Regions from separate parts of the Sus scrofa genome. Here all the other regions are linked to region 3. A link is a contact called in public HiChIP or PLAC-seq and promoter capture Hi-C data. All regions are on one chromosome and are shown on one strand. The core of a region is the stretch at or near the end of the contact, and the rest is flanking DNA. Distances in the headings are between cores, read along the strand shown.

Region 1 (2,700 bases), core at 130-2,629, 230 kb after region 3:
GATCCAACTTTTTGTTCCTCTGCCACCTTCCCACGTCCTGCATATCAACCTTCATAGTCATTCTGTCCCACAACCTTCCGACTTTTAAGCACATCCAGGTGTTTCACTCACAAGGGTCTAATCTTTCGAAAGACCTTGAGCCTTCTTTAGTTGTAACAAGATCCTTCCCCTTCCTCCTGGGAGCCAGCCTCTCTTCCTTCCTCCTTCCCTTCGTTCTTTCCTTTGTCTCTCTCTTCCTGTCCCTCCCTCCTTGGACCCCTCCCCCCCTTTATTGGTGGCACCCACGGCATGTGGAAGTTTCCTGGCCAGGGACTGAACCCGCACTGCAACAGCCACCGGAGTCGATGCAGAGACAAGGCTGACCCTAAACCTACTGTGCCACAAGAGAATGCTCAGGGAGCCCTTCTGACCCCTCTTCACAACACTCCCTCTTATCCCAAACTTCTGCAATGTTTTGTGCCAAACCTCTGGCCATGGCAAATTCAACTGTACTGCTATTTAGTGTTTTTTTTGTTTTTTTCCCTTTTCTTATTAGAGCCGCATCTGCGGCATATGGAAGTTCCCAGGCTATGGGTTGAATCAGAGCAGTAGCTGCTGGCCTATACCACAGCCACAACAACACCAGATCCAAGCCACATCTGCCACCTACACTGCAGCTCACAGCAATACCGGGTTCTTAACCCACTGAGCAAGGCCAGGGATGGAAACCGCATCCTCATGGATACTAGATGGATTCTTAACCTGCTAAGCCACAACGGGAACTCCTGTTATTTATTTTTTTTAAGATTTTACCGAAGTGTAGTTGATTTACAATATTGTGTTAATTTCTGCTGTACAGCAAAGTGATTCTGTAACCCATATACACATATCCATTCCCATATAGTTTACCACAGAATACCCAGTTAGAGTTCCCTGTGCTATTGGGCAAGTCCCCCTGACCATCCATCCCATACACAAGAGTATTCACATGCCAAGTTTTATAGCAGGTGTTCATCTTCCCCTGGAGGGGAGCGTCCTAAGGGCAAGAACCATTTCTGGCAGCTGCAGCCTCAGTGATGCTCCAGGTGCCTCCCCCAACGAAGAATGAACCGTGACGGAGGAGGAGGTGAGTTGGCTGGCTTAAGGGCTCCGCACGGATCACAGTTGTGTCCTGGGCTGGCTGCCTAACGTGCGAAGGACCCGTCCAGTGCTGCCAGGAGCTTCAAACAGTGGGTCTCATTTCATTCTGAACTGCTCGCCCCGCTCTTTCCCCACGTCCTCCTTCCCCGCGTCCCTTGCTAAACATATCCCCTCGATCACGTCCATCAGCTCTTCGGCCACTTCCCTAATTTGTGTCTGGGAGGCAGCTTTGCGGACGTCCCTCTCCCTCTAGGAAGGCCTCTCAGTCTCTTCTTCCCCAAACGCCCGTTCTCCCCACCGCACTTCCCCTCTGGTTCTCGGCCAGCAAAGAGCGAGAGTGAAAAGCAAACTTTCTGAGGTCCGGGACACAAGCTGCCGGCCTACCAGCCCCGCCCGCCCCAGCGCGCGCGCGCGCGTGTGCCCGCGTGTGTATGTGCGCGCGCGCGTGCCGGGGCTGAAGCTGGAGAGGAAACCGCCCGCCCCGCCCGGGAGAAGGAAGGAGCCTCCCCCTTCCTCGCCAGCCCCCTCCCCACTTCCCGTCCGGTTTGGCCGCTCGCTTCCTTCTGCGTCGGGCCTCTGGGCGCACCGAGCGGCCGGCAGCTGAGGAGCTGGAGGCGGCGGAGGCGGAGCGGGAGCAGCGGGCGGGGCGCATGCTGGGCGGGGATCCCCAGGGCGCCCCGGCGGTGGCGCCGGGGGCCACCGCGCAGGTAGGGGTTGCTGTCACGGCGGCCCGGCAGAAGCCGGGCGGGGAGGGTGCAGATCTGGGGTGCGCCTCTGTTGACAACTTGGGTTCGGTGCACCCTTGTGGGGTGAGGGAAACTGAGGCAGGGCGCGTGGTGTGCAGAGTTGGGGTTGATGTCGGGTCAGGTTCCCCCGAAGGCTGGGCTGAGATCCCTGGAGCTTCAGTTTGGGGAGCTGTCCAGGTCTTTTCCGCCCCCGTGTGTCCTGGTGGCCCAGGAAGGGGCGCGTTCAGGTTTGGATGCATGCGGGGACTGCTCCCTCCGTCGCTTTGCGTCCTCACTCGCACGCCCGCGGGACAAGGGGACAACCCCGCCGCCCTGTTCCCCTCCTCTCCCCCCCCCCCCAGACTGAGTCGGGACACCCAGCCGGGGTTCGGGTTTCACCCCATCTGGGACATGGAGGGAGGGGTTCGGGGGTGGAATGAGGGACGTGGTGCTGGCACCGCCTCAAGGGGGCTGCTTTGCGGACAATCTCACCTCCCATTTCCTCCGCGGTAGTAACGCCCACGCAGGCTCCGAGAGACCGCTCTGCTTCCACCGTTCGGAGCACGGCTCTCGCTGTCAAAGCTCGGGGGTGACGCTGAGGGCCATTAAGTGCACGGCTGCTTTTCAGGAATGGCAAGAGCTCCCCTACCCTCTCGCTTTTGAAATGCGTGCAAAGGAACCTGAGACTTTGGGAAGAGAAAGAGCGTTGGAGTCAGGGGTGCTGGCTGTATGTTCTTGCTGGGCCAGAAGAGGACCCACTAACTTTGACAGAGCCCTTAACGTCTCTGAGCCCCCGTTTCCTAAATGTAGAAGAGAACACTACTCACCCGTCCCCACCCTGTGCCTAGTTTTGTTG
Region 2 (2,700 bases), core at 103-2,602, 220 kb before region 3:
AGGGAACTCGCGGAGGGCAGGAAGAAAGGGAAAGGGGAGGGAATTAAAGGGTTAAAAAGAACTACGGAACTCATAAACAAAAAAAGTACCTTGCCCCTGAGGAATCTGCCATGAGTTATTAAATTGAGGCCAAAAGCGCCCAATCTTAATGAATGAGCTGGCCCAGTTCCAATACACACACAGCTCTGATACACATGGGCAGGGTGCCCCAGGGCACTTTTTACGCCCTGGGAAACACCTGACAGATCACAGGTCAATCTTAAACAACTAGAAGCAAGATGTCAATGAGCAGATCCAATGGGCTTGCTCTTTTGCTCCCTTCTTTTTCCAGGTATCAAATTTTTAGACTCTGTGTTTAACACAAGACGTCAACCGGGAGGGGCGGATATCTCGTTTCCAGGCCTAAGATGGGCCAGGCATCACGGCTCTGGACGCGGGTCCGGTCCTCCTGGTCTGTCGGTACTTCCCTAGGCTCCCACAGCCCCCGTGGGGGCCGGGGGCTGCCCTGGAACACCTGCCATCTCCTCCTCCACCCTTTCAACAGTTATGAGGACTGCGGAGAGGCCGCCCTGGCCTCGGGAGCATGCTGTCAGCTCTTTCACTATTCACCGCCCTTCCCAAGGCTGCCTCGGCAGAGGGGCGCACAGCGGCGTGGGTGTGAGCGGTGGGAAGCGGCCCCGGCGTGACACCTCGCGGAGCCGTCTCCCGCGGGGGCACACGCCGCGGCTGGCGGCAGCGAGACCTGGGCGGCCAGCAACATCGGCCCCGGGGCCCGCAGCCCCCAAGGCCCCGCCACCCGGCGCTCCGCTGCGACCCGGACGCCCGCCCGCCGCCGCCGCCCACTCACCGCCGCACTCGGCCGAGTACTGGTCCCCCCAGTCCCCGGACTGCGGGCTGCAGCCGCCGCCCGCCGGGGCCTCCTGCTGCTGCCGGTGCTGCAGCTCCTGCTTGAGCAGGGACAGCGGCGAGTAGTGCTCGGTGGCCAGGGCGCCCGGCCGCGGCCCAGCGGACAGTACCCCCAGCAGCAGCAGCACCGGGACGCGCCGGGCGGCGCCCGCGGCGGCCACAGCGCCGCCCCAGCAGCCGCAGCAGCCGCAGCCGGCAGGTGCCATCTTCCCTCAGGGCGCATGTGCGGCGTCCCTCGCCGCGCGCTGCGGCCTCCCAGCCCTTACCCGAGGCGGGCAGGTGGGCCTTGGCAGGGGGGCTGAAGAAAGAGAGTGGCGGTGCCTGCTGGGAGTTGTAGTCCCATATAGGCCAGTCTGGGTCCCCCTGTCTGGGGCCGGGACTGCGAATCCCATCAAGCACTGCGCGCGCAAGGCTTCCGGTCTGGCGTCTGACGTCTGCCCCGCCACTGAATCGGAAGTTCTGGGCTGCAGTTGCGTGGAAATGGGCACTGGTGGGCGGAGTGGGCTTCGGCCAGGCAAGGGGAACGCAGAAGGGGTGACAGCGGGAAAGGGGAAGGCGGATGGGGTGGCAGTGACTCCTACTGCTGCCTCAGCCTCCTGCCAGTACAGGTGTATCGAATGCAACCAGGAGGCCAAGGAGTTGTACCGAGACTATAACCACGGCGTGCTGAAGATAACCATCTGTGTGAGTTGTCAGCTGTGGGGTTCCTTGGGGAAAAAATGGCGCAGTGAGATTTGGGGAGCGTGAGCGACCATGGAATCTGTATCAGCTGTTCAGGGTGATAAAATGTAAAAAATCAACAGTTTCAGGGTCTTCTAATACAGACTAAATTTTGACGCTCGACCTTCCCCGTCGAATGTTTGCCTGAATACCTAGAGTAGTAGAGAAGTCACACCCCACAGTGCTTTTCTCAGATCCGTCACGTTTGCTGACGGATCCTCGGACCTGATGGATGCAGGCGCTGTGCCGAGAAATTTAAAGGTCAGATTAGGTTGACGGTAAAGCTATTTCATTCTTAGTTGTTTTCCCTCTGATAGACAGATGTTGCCATCTTTGCGCTTCATAACCTATGGCGAATTCTCTAGATATTTTTTCAGGTTTCATCCATTGTGGTTATGGAATGGACAGCATTGTGTATAAAGCACTGTGCTAGACGTTGGTGATACAAAAACCAAAAATGAGGAAGTAAAAGTTCTGCTTTCAAAGTGTTCATAGTCTCTTTATAGGGAATGGTCCTTTGTTTTAAAAGTCATAAAATTGGGAGTTCCCGTCGTAGCTCAGCGGTTAACGAACCCGACAAGCACATATAAGAACACGGGTTCGATCCCTGGCCTCACTCAGTGGGTTAAGGATCCGGCGTCGACATGAGCTATGAGCTGTGGTGTAGTTCGCAGACCTGGCTGGGATCCTGCCTTGCTGTGCCTCTGGCGTAAGCCGTCGGCTACAGCTCCGATTGGACCCCTAGCTTGGGAACCTCCATATGCCCTGGATGCTGCCCTAAAAAGACAAAAAGACCAAAAAAAAAAAAAAAAAAAAGGTCATAAAATTGGAAGTTCTTTGGGGGCCATTAGCAAAGAGTCTGTCACATTATGGGTAGTCACTATGTTTTTCTCCCATTTCCGATCCCATTTCTATTAATCTTCATTCCAAAAACACAGCACATAGTAATTTACCAGGGAGCAGACAGTATGAATATGTACCAGTTTCTGACTGTCAGACATGGTAATCACTCTGGTGCATGCGATCCCAATTTCCTGTTCTTTTTCCACTCACTTGGCAAAATTTTGACCCTGG
Region 3 (2,700 bases), core at 149-2,648:
TCAAAAACCAGCACCTCGGTGAGCTGGCGGACACGCTCATCCACTCTGGCCCTCAGTTCTTTTACAGCAGGTGGACTGGGCTTATCTTCCAGGTACTGGTTCAACTTATCCAGCAGGTCAACGGCCCCTTCAAAGTCCCTCTGGGCGATGCAAACATCCAGGTCTTCGGGCAATTCCTGGATCCATTCCATTGAGAGGTCCACCTTCTCTTCTTCCGCCTCAGGAACAGCTGGTTCGTCGTCGTCTTCATCTTCAAACGGGTTGCTGGCCTTGGAAGTCACTTGGGGTGGCCCTCGAGGGGCCGCTGCCTCCTCCTGCTCCCTGCGTCTTTTCTCACTGAGGGCCCTCTTGGTTTCCTCCAACACTTCCAGCCACTCGCGTTTGATTTTTGCATTTTCCGCCTGAAAAATACGACTCTCGGGAAACATTAGCAACTTGAACATGTCCTTCATGGGGGGATTGTCCTTGACATTGACTACGGCCAAACCATCCAGGGGATAGAGGGCGTCGTAGCGATACATCCCCCGCCGCTGTGGCAACCAGGTGGCCACCAGCAAACAGTCGTTCATGAGAAAGCCGTGCACTCGCTGCAACTGGGCCATATGATCCGCCTCGTATTCCACCAGGTCCCCGTTGTACACCAGGTACTGTCCCGGCGTCTCCAGCAGGTGCCTGCAGCCTTCCACCTTCTCCAGCAGAGTGGTAAGAGTGCGCTGCTTCCCTTCCTCGCCCGGACCAGAACTGTCGCGGGAGGCGCCCCCGGGACTTGGGAAAAAGCCAGCCTGGCCCCGGAGGTGATCGCGGCCCCCCGCGCTGCCTCCACCCTCCTCCCCTCCGGAGGCGGTGGCGGCCCCAGCAGCGGCTGCGGCGGCGGCCGGCAGCAGGGTGAGCGGGATGCTCTCCAGGTTGCTCTTCTGCTCGGTCAGCAGATGGCTAAGCTGGTACATCTCGCTCTCCAGGTAGGAGATCTCGCGGGCCGTCTCTATGAACTGCCGGTAGTTCTGGTAGACGTTACGCTTCAGGTTCTGCGCCGTCTCCTCCGCCAGCGCCTGGATGCGCTGCCGGTGCTCCTGCAGGTCCCGGTCCCCGTCCGACTGCTGCGAGAGCTGCTTCACGTACAGCCGCGCCTCGAAGCTGCCCGACTCCAGCTGCCGCCGCAGGCGGCTCGCCCCACTGTCTGACATCGCCATCGCCATTTCCGTCGGGGACTCACGTAGTCACTGTCACTATTACTACCGCCGCCGCTGCCGCCGCCGCCACTGTCGAGGCCCACCCAACCCGGCCGAGTCCAGGGCTGAGGAAGCAGGATGGAAGACAGGCGAGTACGCCTGCGCCCGGGTCTGAAGTCCGGACACTGCGCCTGCGCAAGATGCCCCTCGCAAACAGCGCGCCGGCGCAGGGTCGCCAGTGGCCTAGGGCGCATGCGCCGGAGAAGCTCCTGCGGAAGCGAGTGGAGGGCGGAGCAGCGAGGTGTAGATACTGCGCATGGGCCGAGCATGACGTTGATGTTTGACCGTACCCGCGAACCGTAAAGGCGGTATCCGGCTACTTGAAACCTTCCTCGGGCTCAAGCTTCGGGAACCCAAGTGTTGAGCCCACTAGGAGGTGTCATGCTGAATTTTCTTTGTTGTTTTAAGCCCTAGAATCTTGACTGGAGTTCGGGGCACGCTCGGTTCTCTTTCTCGAGCCGGAGTTTACTAGGTCTCGCGAGATCTGTGGCCTGACCCGAGAGTGGCCTGGGAGCTGGTATCTCCTAGGAGCACGGCTAGGCTCTCTGAGCCATCTGGACTCCGCCTGGTAGCCGGGCAGCCATGGATGAGGACCTGGTTCTGGCTCTTCGGCTTCAGGAAGAGTGGAACTTGCAGGTCTCGGAGCGCAATCCGGCCCAGGAGCCCCTGTCGCTGGTGGACGCGTCCTGGGAGTTGGTGGACCCCACGCCGGATTTGCAGGCCCTGTTTGTGCAGTTCAACGATCGTTTCTTCTGGGGCAAACTGGAGGCGGTGGAAGTGAAGTGGAGCGTGCGGATGACGCTGTGAGTGCCGAGCCCGCCGGGACCGGACAGCTGGCGGCCCTTCCGCTGCCCCGGCGCCGGGGCAGTGACCCGGGTCGGGTCTAGGGACAGCCAGCCGTTCTCGGGCTTCCTCTCCCTTCCCTTCCTTCCTCTCTCACTGCCCTTGGTTAGCTCTCAGAAAGCCGTGTGGCCCACCCCGCGGCGATCTGACCGGTAAGGAACACAGTGAGAGAGAAGGATGTTTCTCAGTTTCCAGGAAAATGAGTTCACCCCTTTCCCCTTTCTGATCTAGGACCCAGGAGGGAGAAACAGCCAGAATCGGCCCCTAAAGATGCTGAGGGCGCCGGGAAGTGTGCTGTCCTCAGCTGTGGTCTTTACGGCGCCGCTGCCTTGCAGTGAGCCGTGTGTCAGCTTGGGAAGGGGTCTATGTTTCCATAACTTTGGGACGCGGGGGTCTTCCGGGAGCCCTGTGAAAGGACCCTTTTCTTACCCGCTGAGTTGGAGAAAACCCCTTTTGAAATAAACGACTCCTGTACACCAACGGAGTTAACAAGTTTAAGGTGTAGCTGAACACTACCTGCTAGTTTTTGAATTGATACAAAACCACCTAGAATAAGGAGTTAAGATATGATATGAAGTTGCGTTGAAAGCACAGTTCTCCTTCATATATAATTATAATTTCGGAGGAA
Region 4 (2,700 bases), core at 173-2,672, 130 kb after region 3:
AACCCCTACCTGGGAACCTCCATATGCCGTGGGTGTGGTCCTAAAAAGACCAAAAAAAAAAAAAATTACCTAGAGCAGAAAATTTTCCTATGACACAGGACTGTCAAGAGCTTGAATTTACTGCCATATGCTATCCAAATGGTTTCATTTACTGTTTTTTTTTCCCCTAAATTAAGGAGGAAAGACTGTATGTACAACACAGGACATTACGGGGGTTATTTGGGGAAAATGTAGTAAAAAAGTACTTGTGGTTTCCCTGCAAGCCCTGGGCCACACAACTAGTCAAGCCTCAGCCTGAGATTTTATCTAAAGAATGCTGGATTGCCACTCATTTGCCCATCTGGAAGATGGGAACGTCTGTTCACCGACAGTTAACGAGGCTTACAAGGGTGCTGTGCTAAGAACCTGTTGCGGTGGGCTGGACACAAAGTCTATAAAGACAGGGCAGTACCTGCCTACAATGAAATGCTCACAAGTTAGTGGAGCACACCTGCTATTATCATCACTGACCTCTCTCTTTTTGGAGAGCGATGGTGAGAGAAGGGTATCAAAATTTATATTTAGCGGAGTCTTCTGCGCCTCAATGGTAACTTATTTACTGGTCAAAGATCTTCCTAGGTGGGTCCTGCTTTCTCTCTTTTACAGATGAAACTAAGCTAGGGATGAAGTGCTTCCCCGAGGTCACACAACCACTCAGTGGCGGAGACCACCGTGAACGCGAGCTGTCTGGCTCCACGGTTCCCATAGAGGAGAAAGGCGGGAGGAGGCAGGAGGACGACGAGAATGGGAGAATGGGAGAGGGGCGAGGGGAGGAGTACACAGGGGCCCGTTTCCCTTCGTTAGAGAAAATGCCAGCAACGCCATCCACTTGTTGATTTGCACATTTCCATCACTTTAGCTGCCGGCGTCACTGCTAGGAATGGAAAACTGAAAGACTCCCCAACTCTTTAAGGTTTGGTTTGCTTCCCGAGAGGACATAGCCACAGGTGATGCGAATTGATGCCTTCTCTGTTCCCGGCGCCAGCCAGGCCGTCTGCGGCAACGAACTACAACCCCACCATGCACCGCGCGGTTCCGAGGGCCACGCCAAGGGAACAAGAGGGTGACCCAAAGGTGCCTTGAGGGGAAAAAAAAAAAAAAAATCACCTACATTTTCCTGGCTTTCCCACCTTCACGTTGACCTCACTCCCAGCACGGTCCGCCATATTTTTAAGTGAGCAGCTCATACAGAGAAGTGTGCCGAGTCTCTTCTGTCTTCAGGCATGACAGAGGGCAGGCTCGATGCCTGCGCGCGGGTGCGAGGTCCCCAGGCCAGGCGCGGGGCGGAGTCAGCAGCGGCTGGGCGGGGACGCAGACCGGAAATATGCGAGGGCAAGGGAGAAGCTTGAGTGGCTGCGGGCGCGCGCTTCCGGCCGGGGCGTCGACGTTGGCCGGCTGCGCAGGGCGCCGCTGCGGGCTCTTCGGCCACCACTTTACGCGTTCCGCTCGCCTCCAGGTTGCCAGTCTCGTCTCTTCTCGCCGTAGGCCGTGACGACATGAGCGGCAAAGAAGGTGGCGTCCTCGACAATTTGGGGCGTTATTTCTGTGTTTAGTCCAGGCTTCTGGTCACATTTCCCACTTCTCACCCTTGCGGGATGCCCTCTCACCCTGAAGGCTCGGGGCGGGGGTGCTGCCCTAGTGATTTTTGCGGCCACAGTGGCCTGTTTATGCCTCGTGTTTTCTTAAATTCTCGAGCCGTTTTTCATCTTAGTTCGATAGTTGCTCTGTAAGGAAGCCGTTAGTGGAGGCCCGGATGGTGAGCCTAAGGTTTGGGAGGACAAGGCAGGGTCCTTCTGCTGAGAAAGCCTCTCTGTGGATACCGGTTGTAGAGAAAGGAACGCGTTTGCCCGCTGTAAATTTTTGTCAGCTCTTGGTAATGGAAGAGCCCCGTCCAACCTTTTTTTCCTTCTCTATGTAAGGTTCAGGAGGGTTCAGGAAAAGGAAGCATGACAATTTCCCACATAACCAAAGAAGAGAAGGGAAGGATCTTAATTCATCTTCACCTGTGATGTTGGCCTTCAAATGTAAGTTCTCTGTCATGCAAGCTGGCGAAGGGAAGAGAACTAAAGAGCTTGTCACGAGGGTTACTTAGCCATGTCCTACACGTGAAAACAGCCGCCAGGAATTTTCCTGGAGGTGTTGGCGATGGTGCTAGGTCTGCCATGAAAGTTGAGATTACAAAAGTGTTGACTTTTTTTTTCCGCATTGCAGTTTCACAAGTAAACATTAGTTTACTAACATCAGACGTGCTACATAACGAAAAATTACTGAGTGATATGTAAATATATGTGTCAAGGGTGTGTGTATACATATATCTATTATGTATATATTTATGTTGGGTGTGTGTATATGTACCAACTGTATATGTGTATATCAGCGATGTGTGCATATACATCAGCTGTATGTGTACATATATTTAATTAATTTTAACGTGTTGGTTTTGTTTCCTTAGCTAGACTTTTGAAGACAGGGACTGGTTTTTTTTTTTGTTTTTTTGGTTTTTTTTGTCTTTTTGCCTTTTCTGGGGCCGCTCCCATGGCACATGGAGGTTCCCAGGCTAGGGGTCTAATCAGAGCTGTAGCTGCCGGCCTCCGCCACAGCCACAGCCACAGCAACGCGGGATCCAAGCCGCGTCTGCAACCTACATCACAGCTCACGGCA

Evidence for each region. Promoter capture Hi-C pulls out the DNA fragments that hold promoters and counts their contacts. HiChIP or PLAC-seq counts read pairs in DNA pulled down with a chosen protein or histone mark.
Region 1: an H3K27ac HiChIP or PLAC-seq map of alveolar macrophages shows a contact between it and region 3. The contact joins the promoter of DISC1 here to the promoter of EXOC8 in region 3. A contact is called at or near these places in 1 of 47 Hi-C or Micro-C datasets (psoas muscle) and 1 of 2 datasets of contacts at active chromatin or transcription factors (alveolar macrophages).
Region 2: an H3K27ac HiChIP or PLAC-seq map of alveolar macrophages shows a contact between it and region 3. The contact joins the promoter of ARV1 here to the promoter of EXOC8 in region 3. A contact is called at or near these places in 1 of 5 promoter capture datasets (liver), 2 of 47 Hi-C or Micro-C datasets (liver and subcutaneous adipose tissue) and 2 of 2 datasets of contacts at active chromatin or transcription factors (alveolar macrophages and skeletal muscle).
Region 4: a promoter capture Hi-C map of liver shows a contact between it and region 3, with 2.7 times the contacts expected there. The contact joins the promoter of TSNAX here to the promoter of EXOC8 in region 3. A contact is called at or near these places in 2 of 5 promoter capture datasets (fetal liver and liver), 6 of 47 Hi-C or Micro-C datasets (fibroblasts, heart right ventricle, liver and 2 more) and 2 of 2 datasets of contacts at active chromatin or transcription factors (alveolar macrophages and skeletal muscle).

The regions. Positions count from the first base shown.
Region 1 is chr14:58,962,633-58,965,332 of Sscrofa11.1, reverse strand. It overlaps DISC1 (disrupted in schizophrenia 1 protein), which reads left to right and starts at 1,379. Exons shown (of 13, transcript XM_021073577.1): 1 at 1,379-1,826.
Region 2 is chr14:59,407,645-59,410,344 of Sscrofa11.1, reverse strand. It overlaps ARV1 (ARV1 homolog, fatty acid homeostasis modulator), which reads left to right and starts at 1,352. Exons shown (of 6, transcript NM_001243293.1): 1 at 1,352-1,590. The coding sequence starts at 1,387. TTC13 (tetratricopeptide repeat protein 13) reads right to left here and starts at 1,217. Exons shown (of 21, transcript XM_001926644.5): 1 at 848-1,217. The coding sequence starts at 1,112.
Region 3 is chr14:59,191,043-59,193,742 of Sscrofa11.1, reverse strand. It overlaps EXOC8 (exocyst complex component 8), which reads right to left and starts at 1,398. Exons shown (of 1, transcript XM_005674519.3): 1 at 1-1,398. The coding sequence starts at 1,196. It overlaps SPRTN (SprT-like N-terminal domain), which reads left to right and starts at 1,522. Exons shown (of 5, transcript NM_001243554.1): 1 at 1,522-2,032. The coding sequence starts at 1,812.
Region 4 is chr14:59,057,022-59,059,721 of Sscrofa11.1, reverse strand. TSNAX (translin associated factor X) reads left to right here and starts at 1,422. Exons shown (of 6, transcript NM_001243607.2): 1 at 1,422-1,551; 2 at 1,959-2,063. The coding sequence starts at 1,536.